Regions from separate parts of the Rattus norvegicus genome. Here region 2 is linked to region 1. The links are chromatin contacts, called in public Hi-C maps. All regions are on one chromosome and are shown on one strand. Each heading gives the region's core, a stretch centred on a gene start, on an enhancer-like site or on the middle of the called end of the contact. The rest is flanking DNA. Distances are from core to core; before and after follow the strand shown.

Region 1 (4,233 bases), core at 1,419-3,918:
GCTTCCTTCTTTCTGTCCTCACAGAACCTATCTAGCTGTTGCCCAGCAAGAGCGCTTACTTTAATCCATGAATCATACCTAACTCATGAACCATAGCCCGTAAGACTCATAATCAAATTTCTTGCAGTTTTTTCCTGTGAAATCAGGTAGACTATCAAAGTCCTTCCCAAACCATTAAACACTCCTCAACTGAAAGGTAAGGACAGTCCTTCCCTGTGCTTCTGTGTTCTGAACCTCTCCTCACCTCTCTCTTTCTGTTGCCCCCCCCCTTTCCTCCATTTCCCCAACACTCAGGAATACTTCTTCCTCTCCCCTAACTTCCATTTCTACCTGCCCCTTCTTTTTGTTTAAAAACAAGGTCTCATGTAACCCAGGTTGTCCTTTTAAAAATATATATTAACTTACTACGTATGGGTGTGTAGTATGTGTTCAAATATGATGGTGTACATGCCACAGGGAATTGGTCTTCCACTTACATCTGTGGCTTTTACATGGGCTCCAGAGAACAAGGATCAGATTTGTCGGGAGCAAGAGCTTTTACCTGCTGAGGCATTTTCCAGCCCCTTTAGGCTGGTGTTAAATTCCTGATCTTCCAGCCTCCGCCTCCCAAGTGCTGGAGTTGCAGAAGTGCTCCACCACACTTGGCTTCCTTCTCTACCCCTTAAAAACTCAGAACAAATGCCCAGTTTCAAAGCAACCAATCAGAATGCCTCCCCCTTCACCTTTGCCCTTGGGCCTCAGCTCTGTGTCTTATCTCTCCTATTCCTATTGCCTCCTGAGTCGGTGAACAGGGGCTGCATTTTTCTGTAGGAGTCTAGCAGGTGCCTCACACCCCATGGAGTTGGACAGCTAAAGAGAATAGCTGCCCGTCCTGCTCAGGAGCACATAGGGTGCCTCCCCAAAGTGCCCTGGCTCAGTTAGGGTAAGATGCTGTGCTGTGTCTCAGTGCTGGACCCCGAGGTTCTTCGGACTGGCAGAGGCACTAGCAGGCTCTCCCTGAATGTGACCTTTGTGATCATAATGTGCGCGCGCGGGGAGGGGGGGGTGACCTGGGGATGCAGCTCAGTTGACAGAGTGCCTGGGTAGCTTGCACAAAGCTCTAGTTCCATCCCAGCACTATGAACCCCACCCAGGCATGGTGGGTTTATCCCTCTAATCCCAGCCCCCAGTGGTGGAAGCAAGGACGGAAGAATCAGAAGTTAACAGTCATCCTTGGCTACATAGTAAGATCCAGGCCAGCCTGGAGTGCAGGAGGTGGGGCTGGTGACAATTATCCACAAATACTCTGTAGGACCGTCTTTCCTTTCTTCTGGTGCACCACAATCTTTTCCCCTGCCACTTCCCTCCTGTTCTCTGCCTCCTTGGTTATGATTTCAGAACCATTTTCTAGGTGGGAGCCCTGCCAATCTTGAACCCCAACCCATTTATAGAGATTGGAGACAAACAACTGCACTAAGGCCACACTGTGGCCCTCATGTTCTCCAGCAGATGCCTGGTCCCTGGAAGGCACTACAAATCCTTGCTAGATGGCTGTGTCCTCCTGCTTCTTCATCTGATGACCATTCTCTATATTCAGACATTGCTTGGCAGCCTGTGTTTGTGCTGATAGACAGGTGTAGGACCGGAAATGCTCTCAGAAATCCGAGGTATTAACGGGGCCCAGTGAGACTTGGATTAGGTTTTTGACTGCTCCCCAAAGCAGACAAGCTCTCAGCAGGGCTTCCAGACAGATCCAGAGGCAGGTCTCCTTGAAATGCTCAAAGGCTCTCCTGGCAGCCAGCCAAACTCTATTTTCACTGCAAGGACGACCTATCACAATTAGTAGAGCGCTTGCCTAGCGTGCATGATCCTAGGTTAGATCCCCAGTATAGCATAAACCTGAGGAGACGCCGTGCCCACTTGTAATTCCACCACTGGAAATGTAGAGGCTCAAGGATTGGCACTCAGAGTCACCCTGGGCTACCTAGACCCTGTCTCAAAATAAAGACATCAAAGCATTCAAAACCATCCTAAAGCTTGGCCAGGTCCCACCACCGTGACTGCGGAGCCTGGGCAGAAAGGAAATCCTAACTTATTCAATAAATGGGAATTAAGCTTCTGCTCAGAGTTAGTCCGAAGTTTGATTCTGGGGAATTGCCCGGGCACGAGATCAACCCCTCCCTGCTCACAGCTTTGGCACTCGCACTGTATGACACAGCAGAATAAACTTTGGACCGTTATTTTTATTTATGTATTTGTTTTACATCCAAAACGGGGAGAGTGGGACGCAGCAGCTGACTGGGAAAGCACAGGGTCCTGCCCTGGGACCCAACAGCTCGCTTAAGTCACAGCTCGCTGCTGGTGGTGTCAGTGCCGCTCCGGAACTCAGCGCCCCTCCCCCGCCCGCGGGAGAGTCCGTGTGACCGTGTGGGCTGCCACTGGGGCCCGCTGCGGAGTTTCATTTCTTATAAACACAGCGTTGGAAGGAAAGAGGCCTCAGTTCCCATCCGCCCTGTGGGGCCTGGAGAGCCGAGCGGAGGAGACTGTGAGGCTAGGCCCAGAGGCCGTGACCCAGGGCAGGGCTAGATGGGAGCAGCTCCCCTCCCCTGAGGATGAGTCCTGCGAGTAGTGGAGGCACTACCCCCACTCTACACCAGGCTTCCTCGCCTAGCTTGGCCTTGAGGTGGAACCCCCTCTTCTCCACGTGATGCACTCCGGTGCCGGGTGTGCGTGATTGGAGGAGAGTGGGCAACCGGGCCCTTTGGGCTAACTTCCACATTCCTGATCCGCCCCGACTTGGGGGTGAGTTGCAGGCTCCGCTCTGGCTAGCTTCCTGGAAAGGGAGGGAAGCAGGCGAGCGGAGAACCGCAGGGCCTCCCAGCTGGGCCGCCCAGGTGGCTGCCTACAGTCTAACCCTACGCCTATATTCTCCCACGCCTGCACGCTAGGCCTACCCCACCCGTGCCAGGCAGTCAGCTGCCAACAGGCAGAGCAGTTTTTCTCCCCACCACCCAGCCTTCCCGTCCGCCAGGAGTTTGCACCTAGCTCAGCATCTATAAGCTGTGTGGCCTGGGGCTACGTGCTAAACTTCTCTGTGCAGACCGTCAATCACCTGGGATGGCTGAAGCTGGCAAGCCTCTTGCCGAGCTCCTGCTCTTAATCCCCTCCGCCTGTCTCTCTTCTCCGTTCCCTTTCCCCAGACCCCAGGGTTGACAGACGCACAGAAGTGCGGGGGGGGGGGGGGAGTTTGGGGGAAGGATGTCTCACAAGAACATTCCAGCTATTGCAGCCTGAGAACCTGGCCGAGATAACAACTCGCAGTACCCTAGCGGTAGGCTGTGTGTAAACTAGCCGGGGTTCGGAACCCTAGTTCCCAACACCCACTCTCAGGGTTCCGTGGCCCGGCAGGAGGGGCGGGGCTTCGGTTTCGTTTTCTTGCCAACGTGGAGGCAACGAGGAAATCGAGGAGTTTCCCGGAACCGTTCAGGGAGAGCAAGCTGAGCTCTGCTCCAAGGCAGGCAGTGGGGACGGGCACATGTCCAGAGTCCCTGGCCAGCAGCTCGCTGGAACTTCCAGTGGGAACCGGGGAAAACCAACCCCGGAAAAGCCCCACCTCAGTACACCTGCCCAGTTCTCTTCTGGATATTGTTCCCAGAGAAGGTGGGGACCACAGGGAAGAACAGCAGACCGGTCACCGAACAGGGTGTAATGGTGTTGGTTCACCAGCTGAGGATGGACCATAAAGTCAAGTGATACCTGAGGAATGACTGTCCCCATCTGAGTCTTAGAGTTTTATTGTTTGTCTTTACATGGAGACAAGATCTCATATACGGGATGCTTGTTGCACTCACTATGTAGCTGAGGATGAGCTTGAACTTTTTTTTTTTTTTTTTTTGGTTCTTTTTTTTCCGGAGCTGGGGACCGAACCCAGGGCCTTGCGCTTCCTAGGCAAGCGCAATACCACTGAGCTAAATCCCCAACCCCGAGCTTGAACTTCTGATCCTCCTGCCTCCACCTCTGAAATGTGGGTGGCTTTGCCTGGTCTTTGCAGTGTCGGGGATCTAACCCAGGGTTTGATGCAGGCTAGGCAGACTCTAGTAACTTAGCGCCATCATCTGTCTCCTGCACGTGTGTGCTCATGCATGCTAGGGCTTCCAGTAGCCCAGGCTGGCCTCAGGTTCCTGTGTAGCTGAGGCTGGCCTGGAACTCAGGATCTTCTCATCTTCCAACCTTCTAAAAGCTGGGTTACCGGCA
Region 2 (4,070 bases), core at 407-2,906, 240 kb before region 1:
TACAGAACTCCCATGTGGGGATAGAAGTCTTTTCAAACTGCACTTTGAAGGGTTGTTTTCTTTGAGACAGGCCCAGGATGGTTAAGGATGGTCTCAGAATGGCTATGGTGGCCTTGAGCTTCTGTCCCTCCTGCCTCAACCTCTCAAGTGCTTCGATTACAGATATGCCCCACCACAGCCAGTTTACCCCATTCTGGGGATCAAAGCCGGAGCTTCATTCATGCTAAGTCAAGCACTCTGTTCACTAAGCCACAGCCCACCACCCCGCTCTCCGGCCCTCCCTCAGCTCCTTCTAAAGATCAGATTTGTCGACGAGATCCTCACAGAAGATGCCCCGTGTTTGCCAGAAGCGAGGCTTGGTACCTTGGAAGGTAGTTCCTGGGCAGATGGGTGCTCCTCCAGGGAGGAGGCTGACAGAATGTCATGGGGAAGGGGAAGAGAGAACCAAACGTGCATCTGTCTGCCTTCATCCTGACAGAGGACAGAACCTCCAGGGAAGCCAGGCTTAGTTTCACCACTGACCCTGAACTATGCTTTGTTCTACAGGTTCGGCAGGAAGAAAGTCCTCTTTGCCACCATGGCTGTGCAGACTGGATTCAGCTTCGTGCAGATTTTCTCAACCAACTGGGAGATGTTTACTGTGTTATTTGCCATCGTGGGCATGGGCCAAATCTCCAACTATGTGGTGGCCTTCATACTCGGTAGGAACAACTTTAAGGTTCAGGGCACCTTCATGCAGTCAGCCCTGTGAAAGGCCAGGGAGGAGGGAGACACTGAGTGTGCGTCTACACCGTCCTCAAACTTGGACACGTGTGTGGTGGAGGGCGCTGCGGCTTTGGGGCACCTTGTGCCTGTCACAGCAGGACAGGGGCTCACAGAGGGGGATGGGGTATACAGGAGCTGAGTCACATTCTCGGGAGCAAGGGGCTAGGGACAGGAGGTTCTGGGCAGGGAGACAGCAGGGATATGAAGTCCGTGGTCTGGGCTATTAAGGTGGAAGGCTGGTGGTCTAGAAAGGGACTTAGTGGGGTTGATGTGGCATATATAGAGGAAGGAAAGGCACCTGCTAGGTGGCAGGATTCTGTCCCACCTGGGCAGATCTGCTTTGGCCTGAGTCTGAGCCCACACCCAGAGCATATGAGCTCCGCACGGGACAGCTGTGCCTCTCTGATAACAGTCCTACTGTAGGAAAGCCAGGCTGAGGGAGGGCAAGCCATCAGTTCCTAGGCCTCGGGGAGGCCCTGGACACTGTCCAGCTTTTCTGGGGGAGGAGATGAGGTGAGTTTCATGGAAATTGTTCAGGGTGTTCTCAAAAGTGTGATCCCCACCACCAATATACTCTCTAACACCCCCTTATTCATTGAGAGGGGGTGAGAGGGAGCACCCACAGCACAATAAACAAAACATCCTATAATATTTAACACGATCATTCTAGTTGGCCCGGAATTATCCCAGTTTCTCCCCATTGTTCCAGCATAACTATTGTTTGTGCCCTGTGATAGGAGTCGAGTGGGCTTTCCCGCACCTGGCTATGTGGTTCTGATCGCTCTCAGGAGCCTGTGACTCACTGGCCTTGGCCGTGGTATGTTCTGTTAGCCAAATACATGCGCGCCCTCTGTCAGGTTGCCAAGGTGGAATTGTCCAAATTCCATTCCTTTAATTATTGGTGAAGGGCCTCTTGCCACAGGCCCAGCCTCATGTTGGAGGAGAGAGGCCTCACGGGAAGAGATAGAGCAAGCGGGAGCCCCACGGTCCCATGTGCCTCAATAGATAGCCCTCTCTTAAGCAGGCCATGGCATGAAGAGAGGGGTTCTCGGCCTTCCAAGGATGAGGGGTGGAACAGGAGTCTTTCCGAGGTTATCTGTGAGGATGTACATGTGGTTTCAGGAGACAGAGACAGGAGAATGTTCAGTTTTAGGACAGCCTGGACTATGTAGCAAGACCATGTCTCATAAAAGAACAACGACAACAGCAACAACACCTTACCATAACAAATACTATTATTTCTGTAGAAGGCAGAGAAGTTTGCGTAGAAAGAAAAGAGCTGCAAGCAACGAGTGATGTAAGACCTGGGACGGGTGGGATGTGGAAGGCCCTCTGGAAGGAAAGACAAAGGCAGAGCAGCCCAGGCTGGGAGCAAGGAGTGGTGTGTGTGTGTGTGTGTGTGTGTGTGTGTGTGTGTGTGTGTGTGTGTCTGTCTGTCTGTCTGTCTGTCTGTCCATCTCTGCCTGTCCGTCTGTGTGTATGTATGCATAATTATGAGCACAGGAGTGTAGGTAGGTTGAGGCAGAGGGAAACACTGGGTGCCCTTCACAGTTGCTCTCTGCCTAGTTTTTTTTTAATTAATGTTGATTTTGTATGTGGAAGGGGGTGTACACAAGCCATAGCACATGTGTGAAGAGCAGAGAACAAGTTGTGAAAGTTCATTTTCTCCTTCCACCATGCTGGGTTCTGGGAATCAACTCAGCTGATCAGGACTGGCACTGAGCCAACCAGCTAGCATTCACCTTACTTTTTGGCACAAGCTCTTACATTATACTTGGAGCTCTCGGGCTAACTTACCCCAGAGGGCCTCCTGTCTCTGTCCCACCAGCACTGGGGTTTCAGGCGTGTTCCATAGTGCCCAGCTCTGTTAGGCAGGTCCTGGGCATTTGAGCTCACTTCCTCATCTTTGTGCGGCAAGCACTTTATCCACAGGTTCAGCCACCCAGCCGCAGCCACAGCCCCCTCACGTCCCACAGCTCTGGCACTGCCTTCCCCAGCCCTCCCTTCTCCCCACGTGACCATGGCCTCACATGCAGGGTAGAGAAGAAGAGGGCCAGGTCAAGGGTAGTTTGGAGCTTAGGTGTGTCTACAGACACAGGGCTCCCTGTCTACCTGGGCCCATCCTTCTCATTCTAGTGGGCTCAGAGGGAAACTGATAACATTAGGTTCTGGGATAACACTTGTGTTAAGATCTGAAGGCCTAAGACTGTCACTGATCTGTCCCAGAACAGACGGAGTCCCAGGCAGCTCCTGCAAAGGAGGACTTGGTGGAAGGACAGACATGGTGGCTGCTGGTTTTCCTGTGGCGCAGCAGCGCCCCCTGGTGTTTCAGGAATAAAATAGCTACTTTCCAGGCTTTGGGGGGTTTTTTTTGTTTTTTGTTTTCCCTCGAAGCCAGATTTGAACCCAACAGATTGTTGTTATTTGAGAATTTCCCTGACCTTTGATTCCCCCCTTCTCTGGAAATCTGAATGCTTGAGATGGCAAAAGTTCATCCTGAAGATTAATCTTTGCATTGATTCCAGAGCCCAAATTGTTCCCAAAGCAGCACAGAAATGAGCCTTCTTCTGAGCTGCTCTTAAAAACTTCACCAGGCTTGCAAACGTCTCGGGGTAATACAAAAGGCAAGCCAAACTCAAGCTCCTCAAAGCAACACAGGGTGGATGCACCTCCCAGAGCCGGGGAAGTGGGACTCAAAATCAGGGTCAATGACCTTCTCACACCCCAGCTTTCTAGACCCCGTGACAATCTCAGGCATAGTACCCTCAACCTGCCTATAGACTTCTGGGTAAAATGCTAGAGTGGTTTTCCTTCATCCCCTGGGTAATGAACCGCTTCTCTGTAAGGGAGGACTTGGTGGAAGGACAGACTTGGTAGCTGCTGGTTTTCCTGCAGCGCAGCAGCGCCCCCTGGTGCTCTATCTACAGAAAACCTCCTGCCTTGATTGATCCACTAATTTAGTATTTTCCCCGCACTTCTAACGTCAACACCCAGCCACTACCCTGCCCCACCCCTGCTGTCCTTGCTGTAGCATCTCTTTACACATGTTTAAATCTTGCTTCCTCCAGACCATATGTTTCCCTTTCAATAAGCACGCGCCTGATTACGTGTGCTCTGTAATTCTGGCTCCAGGGACCTCAGACACATTTGAAATTTAACCGCATTAGTTACACAGCTTTTATCAGCCACATACTTATTTTGTATAGCTTTTCGCTAAAGTATTAATGTACTTTTTATACTAAGGATCGATCCAAGGGTTTCTTGCACACACTATCTAACTGATCTACACTCCAGCCCTTAAATGC

Evidence for each region. Hi-C and Micro-C count contacts between places; a contact is called where the count stands out from the background.
Region 2: a Hi-C map of the A7r5 cell line shows a contact between it and region 1, with 2.1 times the contacts expected there. The contact joins two enhancer-like sites. A contact is called at or near these places in 2 of 12 Hi-C or Micro-C datasets (the A7r5 cell line and Schwann cells).

Annotation. Positions count from the first base shown.
Region 1 is chr10:38,410,491-38,414,723 of GRCr8, reverse strand. No RefSeq gene overlaps it. Among named protein-coding and RNA genes, the nearest start is that of Irf1, 5.3 kb to the left of the region's middle. Within about 2 kb of position 2,668, at least 72 of the 93 cell types and tissues checked have an H3K27ac peak or open chromatin away from gene starts, as enhancers often do. A contact at or near this core is called in the A7r5 cell line, where this site is marked.
Region 2 is chr10:38,653,922-38,657,991 of GRCr8, reverse strand. It overlaps Slc22a4 (solute carrier family 22 member 4), which reads left to right. Exons shown (of 10, transcript NM_022270.2): 3 at 547-701. Among named protein-coding and RNA genes, the nearest start is that of Slc22a21, 23 kb to the right of the region's middle. Within about 2 kb of position 1,656, at least 13 of the 93 cell types and tissues checked have an H3K27ac peak or open chromatin away from gene starts, as enhancers often do. A contact at or near this core is called in the A7r5 cell line, where this site is marked.